Regions from separate parts of the Mus musculus genome. Here region 1 is linked to region 2. Evidence: chromatin contacts called from public promoter capture Hi-C data. All regions are on one chromosome and are shown on one strand. Each heading gives the region's core, a stretch centred on a gene start, on an enhancer-like site or on the middle of the called end of the contact. The rest is flanking DNA. Distances are from core to core; before and after follow the strand shown.

Evidence for each region. Promoter capture Hi-C pulls out the DNA fragments that hold promoters and counts their contacts.
Region 1: a promoter capture Hi-C map of pre-B cells shows a contact between it and region 2. The contact joins the promoter of Nfkbiz here to the promoter of Dubr in region 2. A contact is called at or near these places in 3 of 39 promoter capture datasets (cranial neural crest, frontonasal cranial neural crest and pre-B cells).

The regions. Positions count from the first base shown.
Region 1 is chr16:55,819,931-55,823,840 of GRCm38.p6, forward strand. It overlaps Nfkbiz (nuclear factor of kappa light polypeptide gene enhancer in B cells inhibitor, zeta), which reads right to left and starts at 2,208. Exons shown (of 12, transcript NM_001159394.1): 1 at 1,838-2,208. The coding sequence starts at 2,123.
Region 2 is chr16:50,731,411-50,735,363 of GRCm38.p6, forward strand. Dubr (Dppa2 upstream binding RNA) reads right to left here and starts at 1,363. Exons shown (of 2, transcript NR_028300.1): 1 at 1,008-1,363.

The DNA of each region.
Region 1 (3,910 bases), core at 958-3,457, 5.1 Mb after region 2:
ACCCTAAGGAATTAAAGCACTCTCAAATGTGGCAGAGGATCCTTGGGCCCAACAAAGAAAGCCTCTCTGTCTCTCACTACTATTTACTCATGAAATAGGAACAGAGCTTTAGCCAAGATCGGAGACTTATACATAACTATTCTTGACTTTGAGAAGTCCTTGGAGCAGAATGAGGCATTTGTAGTTTTTAAAACAAGGTCTTTTATGTTCATATAGAAATTATAAAGTACCTGTATGCCATTCACCTAACTTCCTCTAAAGTTCTCAAGGCACCAAGGCAAACTTTAAGTCAGCAATAGGGACTTAAGATTTCTTAGTATTCCCTTCATTAATTTGTACCAAGAAAGCTGCTTAAATTCACTTAGCACATTTCCACACACACACACACACAGGATTTCCCCCTCACTTACGTACATGGGCGTTCTAAGTAAAACGGAAACAGGCCTGTTCACCTTAGAACTTCAGAAGGCAGTTTTAGAATTTACTGAGTGCCACAACTATGTAACAAGTTCTTGTCCATGAATTGAACATATTTGGAACATAAAGAGGAAAACGAACGGAGAACAAAGCATAATTTGGCTATCTGTGCCACAAGTGTGACATAGAGACAGTGACGAGGGCAAATAAAATGATTAAATAGCCTTTCTATTCAAGTTCAGGAATTCCCACAAACACCCCAATGGCCAGACTCTAACAGCACTCCTCTGGAGTGACAAGAGTTAAAACTTCCATGCCCACGTCATAGGGAGAAGAAAACGCACTTTCAGGAATCTCCCATGGCTTGTGTGGTAAACCAAGAACTAGAAACAATCGATGGGTTCAGCCAGATGTCCACGGGCCTACAAACTTCAGAAAGGGCTGTCAAAGCACGCACACCGCGCTTTTCAGGGAGCTGTGGGCAACACTGTGGCTTAAGGCACAGTGTTTTAAATCAAAAAATAACTTTTTAAAAATAAAAGACAACCAAAGCTTATGAGTAGCCAGTGTTAAGGAACAGCAAGGGGTCATTCTTTAAAATAATTGCGATGAGAAGCTCCAACAACTGAGAAAATTTAGGCGGTGTTTAAATCTACCCACAGCTGCATCCTGTTTCTCCCTCCCCCACCCCCCCAAATTATGCAACTCGGTTCGTGAAGAAAGGAAACCATACAACCCGCAGCTAAAGAAAGGGCTTCGCTAGATGTAACTTTTCCATTCTCAAGCACACAGAGAAAATCAGAATTCTGAGCAGGCCTCTGAACCGCCAACATCGTAAACTAAGCGCAGAACACTAAATCACTTTTCTGAACCAGGCTTTCCTCTACGTCCCGAAAAGTGGGTTTTCTTTGATTCATCCCTACAAATAGATTAGGAATACGGGTGTCTTAAAAATCCAGTTCCCAACGCTTTACCCTCTGCCACTGCTTCTCACTGAAAGAGTTACAAGAAGGAAACTACATCTCTCTCCATCAGCTCCAAAAACCTCATAATAGTGTTATAATTTCTCAGAGGTTCTTGAATTCGGAGGTCGGGGGAGAAGTGAAAAGGGAAAAGGTTATGAGATGGAAGAAAAGAGAATCCGAGGCTCTCAAGTTCTTTTCCAGGAAGCCAGCGCGCTAGCCCTCAGGGTCCCTTGGGCGCTGGACTCCGCAGAGGTCTAGGCAAGGACAACGTGCCAGAATCAGGACAAGGCATCTAATCACTCATGACTATTCGCGTCTGTCCGGCCGCTAAGGAAGTCACAGGGGCCGCTTAACGTCTCGACTATGGGGGGGGGGGGGGGTGGAGGGAAGTCCCTCCCCATCCTCCCAGCGTGTGAACCCCGAATAGAGGGGCAAGGAATCTCGCGGGTGGGTACCTTGAGGGCGCTCGGCGCGGGCGCCACCTCTGGGACGGGACTCCACGGCCCCGCAGGAGGACACGGAGGAAGTGGAGGAGAAATCGGAGGAGTCGGAGCCGGGCGAGCCGGGCGCGGAGGGCACGGCGGACAGGTAGCCGGTGTCGCCGGCGCCGGGGGCGGAAGGAGGCGAGGCGCCGTAGAAGTAAGCCAGGTTGAGCGGGCTGGTCATGAGGCCGCAGTCGCCGGCCGCGTCCAGCAGCCCCTCTCCGCCGCGGCTGTCGTCCAGCAGCTTGTCCACGATCATGCTCCCAGGCTAGGCGCTCGGGGTCCCCAGACACCTGCGCCACCGGATGGCTACGCGGTTGGCTGCGGCAGAGCGACTAGTACGTGCGCGCCCGGAGGGGACCGGGCTATTTAAATGAACTGACCTCCTCCTCCGCGCTCCGCCCGGTGAGGCGGCGCCTGGGCTGCCTCCCGCCCCGCCTCCGGATGTGTCTAGTTTCCAGTAAAATGCCCGGGATGAGGCAATGTGCCCTCCGCCCTCGCCCCGCCCCGCCCGGGCCGACCGGTTGTTTTCCGGCGGCTCACCTGGAAACCCCGGCTAGCACCCGCGCCCCGAACCCCCGTCGGGGCCAGCTCCAAGTTTCCCCGGTTGGCCTTCGCTGGACGCACCGCATCCCCAGGGGCCCGGGGTCCGCGGCAACCGCTGTCTGCGCAGGGGCTGCGATGCCCGGGGGCGAGCGGGAGCCCCGGGCTGCTGCAAGAACAGGTCCGCCCAGTTCGGGGAGTGGGAAGCCAGAGCGGTGCGTGCAGAGTTCAGTCTCCTCCCTTGCCTCCAACATTTAGCCCGCCTCCAAACCTGGAAGCGGTTGCCCGCGGACTTTCTGGCCTGGACTCAATTTCAGAGCTCTTGCAGTTTCTCTAACTTCATATCTGGGCCATAAGCAATCTTTTTTTTTTTTTTAGTACAGTATTAGAATAAACAGCAATGACTACCCTTTCGTATCCTTCAATACTAGAAAAAAGCTTCTAGCAAAATGATGAATACGCATATATGCGTGTATATTCTTTGTATGTTTTATATTATTTTTTACGTATTATGTAACGTTTTATTCTGCACAACTTGACCTAGTCCTGATAAACACAGGGATTTTGATGCCTCTACCTTGAATACTTTTTTCAATGTTTATACTTCCGCCGCAAATCCAACTAGCGAACCGTCAAGGGAAGTTTATTTTTAAGGGAGAGAAAGAATGAATGATTAAGTCTAAATTTTCAAGTAACATCTTAACACGTGGGGATAAGGTATACACACACCGATGAAAAGAAACTGACTATGATTAAACATCGTGAGAGGTACAAAGTTCAGTGAACAGCCTAAAAAGAGACTTTCTTGTGGAGAGGGGGAGAAGGGGGAAGTCTTCGCAAAGAATGAGATGAGCCCTAAAGGATGGCCCTAAAGCGTTTGCAGGAAAATCATCTGCCAAGAATTAAGGCCAGGAGTCAGGGAAGAATCCGCAGTGCCTTTTAGGACTGCCAAAGGGAAAATAGCATAAATGTGAAAGGTAACCTGAGCGGAGCACCTACAGGGACCAGCGAAGTTACTAGAACTTTAACGTGAGGGAATCTGAAGCTGGCAGAAATGAAACAGTTTTAGAGAAGATGAGACTGAGGGGAGTCCTAGTGGCCTAAGAAGAAGGAAAAAAAAAGTGACCTAGAAGAAGAGATAGTGGCAAAGAGGTAAGTAGAAATAACTAGATCATTACGTAAGTAAATGGCTCTGCTAGGCAGAATCCACAAATCTAGCATTGCTGACGGGGGTAAGCAGCAGGCAGCCCACAGGTGCTACAGGGCTAGGCAGGTGTGGAGCATGACTAAAAGCACAGCTAAAATTAATATCAATGACGCCTTGCCGTTCGCACAGCTGCTTGTTTTCTGGAAATAAACAAATATGGGGAGGTGAGGGGATTTGATTCCCCTAATTGTTAGCTGTTAGGCTCTTGTTCTGTGCGCAGGCAGCCTTGAGAGAAAAGAACTGTCAAACCACATTCAACACTCCAGAGAGCTACATGGCGGCTGTAGCTTCTAAAA
Region 2 (3,953 bases), core at 113-2,612:
TTTTAAACGACCCAATTGCGTGAAACAGCATGCATAAACTCAAATACAGTGTGGAATGAAAGGAGCAGGGCACTGCAGACTATTGGATGGATAACTATTATGACAGAAAGAACAATTAGAATACTTAATGCTAAGGCAGTGTCTATATTTAGCATGAGTGTGCTTTCTTTGTTACGGACTGCGATGAAGGAGGCTTGTACTAGATTATATCATCTAGACTGTTGCCAGAGTATGTTTGTTTAAGTACTGAACTGCATTTGTAATCGGCATACTATTTTCTGTGCTGTTTTTCAACAAATGTTAAACAGCTTCAACAACCTAGTTGTTCAGTAAGTGGTCTTACCAAGTGAGCACTGAAAAAAAAAGAGGGTTAAAAGCATACATAAAGCTTTTCAAGTTGTTTTAAGTTTGTTGGGATTATGTAGAATTTCAACATTCTTCTATACACTTTTCAGTATGTTTTAAATGATCACACTGGACATATCACAGCAAAAGAGACATTATCAAAACACAATAGTTTACCTTTTTACACTAAGCCAATTTATCCAAAGTGTTGGACTTTACTAGCCACGGAAAGTGACCGATTCAGAATAAAAGACTAGCCGGTTTGGCTACTGTTCTAAGAGGTTCCTGGCGGTCTTGACTGGTAACCGGCCAGGGGAGGAGGCGCAAACAGGTACGTGGGATTCCTGGGCTGGTGTTCAGAACCAGGTGCAATCGAAGCCTGGGCATCCTTACAGAAACTGGATCCTTTCTGCAAGCACCAGAGACGCGGCGCCAGCTCCCAGAAAGTGAAGGATTTGCCTGCCATCGCAAATCTGCAAGCGTTTAAGGCCGGCGGCCGTGAGTGGGTGTTTCCTCCTCCTATGCAAGGTTGTGAAAGATGAGTACGTGACAGATTTCGCTCTTCCTGGGGGGCGGGGGTGGGGTGGTCACAGAACTGGTAACTCTCTAATTGGCGACTCTCCAGAGGAATCTTAAAGCACGTAAAGTTTTTTTCTTTTTACCTGGGCTGGCGTTGGCGGGTAAAGAGCGGGGTGTGGCCGGATGCCTTCCGCGGCTCAGGATGCCCTGAACGCTCAGGACGCTCGCACTCTTGGGGCGGAGTCCACTCTGTGTCAGGACACAGTCCCGTTGGGACAAGAGGAGACTCGCATCCCTTCAGCCGGCTTAGAGAAGCGGGAACTTCTTCGGACTCGAACAAGGTGCGATGCCACTCCGAGCAGCCTACGCGGAGCAGTTTCGCCTTTTTTCCATCGCCGGGATCTTCACCGTTCTGACAGGTCTGCCCGTTGCTTTGCAACTTTGCTAGAAGCGCGGCCTGGGTGCGGCTGACAGCTCTACGCACGCGCGGTGCCGGTCCACGTCCCGCCTACCTTAAGGCTCCTCCCACAGAGCAGGTCACGCCCACCGCTTAGCTTTGGCTGCTGGCTGAGCTGCGGCTAGGAACCAGTCGCCGCTGGTGCTGTGGGCGGAAGAACACACACTGGATTCTGAATTAGTTGTGAACAGTGTCTACCTTCCCCCAGAGATAACATCCATACTAGACCTGTGTAAGCGGCGAGATCCTGTGCTTCAACCTAGTTTCTCAGAATAAGCGATTTTTCTCCATCGGGGTTTCTCAAGCACCCGTGGTGGTAGAGATTCGGGCTAGGTGATCATACAATGTGTCCATAAGGTGAAGTGACTTAGTATTTTGCAGCATCCCCGATTTCTAGTCTCTGGGTGGCAGCTTCAATCTCCACCCCTCTTATCTCCCTGATTCTGAGCAACAAGAATATACTCGAATTCTGCTACGTATGTGCCCATATTTGACTACAGGCTTAAAATACAGCAGGGGTCAAGAAATGTAACAAGTTTAGTAACCTCTATCTGATAGAGTTAATATGATTTAATTTCCTCAGTTGTTCCAAAAAATATTCAATTTTTACTTTATCGTTTGTTGGTAGAATTTAAATCTAGGATTAAGTTGATTACATAACACATTTAGATGTCAATTATCGGTCTTCATTCCATTTAGTTCAGTTCTCCACCCCCTCTTTGCTGTTTTCTTGACATTGACTAGGATGGGTCTCCTCCCAGAGTATCCTTCACTCTCTCTATTTGACTGTTTCTGCATATTGGTAAGACTGGTGGAAATTTTACCTAGATGATTTTTCGGTTTTCAAATGACTGTCTACCTATTCTAACAAGATAACTTTATAAAATTCCTTTTCCTCTTTACTTCTAGGGATGTGAGATACCACCTATGTCAATTTCTACACTGTACATGAGTCCTGATCTATATAATTTTTCTTTTCCACATTGATTAGATATTGTCATATTCGAAATTTATCCTTTTTAATTGTAGTCTGTGCAGCGTATTGCAATGTCTGAAAGGGCTTAGGCCTGCCTCATTGCGGCTTGCTTTTACATTATTTTTTCCCATATAAACAATAGAATATAGCTTCATTAAAATACTTTTGGAGAAACGGAGAATAATTTGATGTGCTTTCCCATTGGAGAACGGAATTTATCTTTCCTTTTATTGAAAATCCAGTTCTGTGACATTCAACAAGACTTTCTAGTGTTTTCCATATAGGATGCTTACATGTCTTGCTTATAGCGTAGTCCCTTTTGCATCTGCACTGTAAAAGAGCCTCATCCTATCTCTTCTTCCTCATGAGTGCTTGTTGCCCCAAACGACGACCATAATTTCTGTATGTAATTTTATATCTTGCTGTTAGGTTTAATTTGTTGCTGATTCAGGAGCTTGTCATCGGAGAACATCTTGCTTTTATGTCATTGTAGCCGTTATCCACTAAAGCTCAGACTGCCCTTGCTTGGCTCTTCTTACCTGACAGAGCTCCAAGGGTCTCCATGCGAGCGTCCTTCCTTCCTGAGGTGATATCAGCTCCCGTGTCAGCTCCCAGGCTTATTCCGGGGTGGTTCCCACTGTGTTGTTCCAGACTGAAAACCAACCGTTGCCCAGGGAGCCCTTACAGCTTCTGAGGCAGCCAGCTGACTGCAGCCTGTGAGCTTCAGGATGCTCATTGGCTTGGCATGGCTTCTGACTCTTCCACAAAATATTTAGAAAATATGTAATTTTTTTAAAGAGAGAAAAATAAAAGCCAATTTGTGGTAACAGTAATCTTCTACGTGAAAGATGATAGTATATTTGCTTACCCAATATTTTATCTCACCTCCTCTCTTTCAGGCTGAAAAGGATGAATCCTGCATTGTATGATGGTTTGCCTTTCCCTAGTAAAATGCCAAATGTGGTTAATCTATTAGGATTTGTTTCATGTTGCTTAGTCAAAAATAAAATTAAATAAATCTGCGGGAAAAAAACTATTGTTTTTAAATATATTTTTGAGTGGGATAATTAACTTATTTATTTATTGTTTTTTTTGTTTGTTTGTTTGCTTTTTGTTTTTTGAGACAGGGTTTCTCTGTATAGTCCTGGATGTCTGGAACTCACTTTGTAGACCAGGCTGGCTTTGAACTCAGAAATATGCCTGCCTCTGCCTCCCAAGTGCTGGGATTAAAGGTGTGCGCCACTATGCCTGGCTATTTATTTCTTTTACCATTTATTTATTCACTTTGCATCTGATTGCAATCACCCCTCTTCCCAGTCCCCTCTCTTATGACCCCTCCCCTCCCCATTCACCTTTCCCTCTGAGCGGGGGTGGGGTGGGGCGGGGGAGTCTCCCTTTCTTATCAATGTACCCTGGCACCTCAGGTCACTGCAGGTATATCCTCTCCCACTGAAACGCATTTATTTCAGTTCCTAGTTTGTATTGATGATCTCTCATTTTTATTCTGAACATTCTTCAGCTGATCTTAAAGATTATTGTTGTGGGGTTTTTTTTCTAGAAATTCTCAGAATCAACTGAGATTGATATTGAGATTTAATAGATAAAATTTTCAAGGTCAGAGGATTTTTTAAGTTACGTTTTGATGGCTGTGGTTTC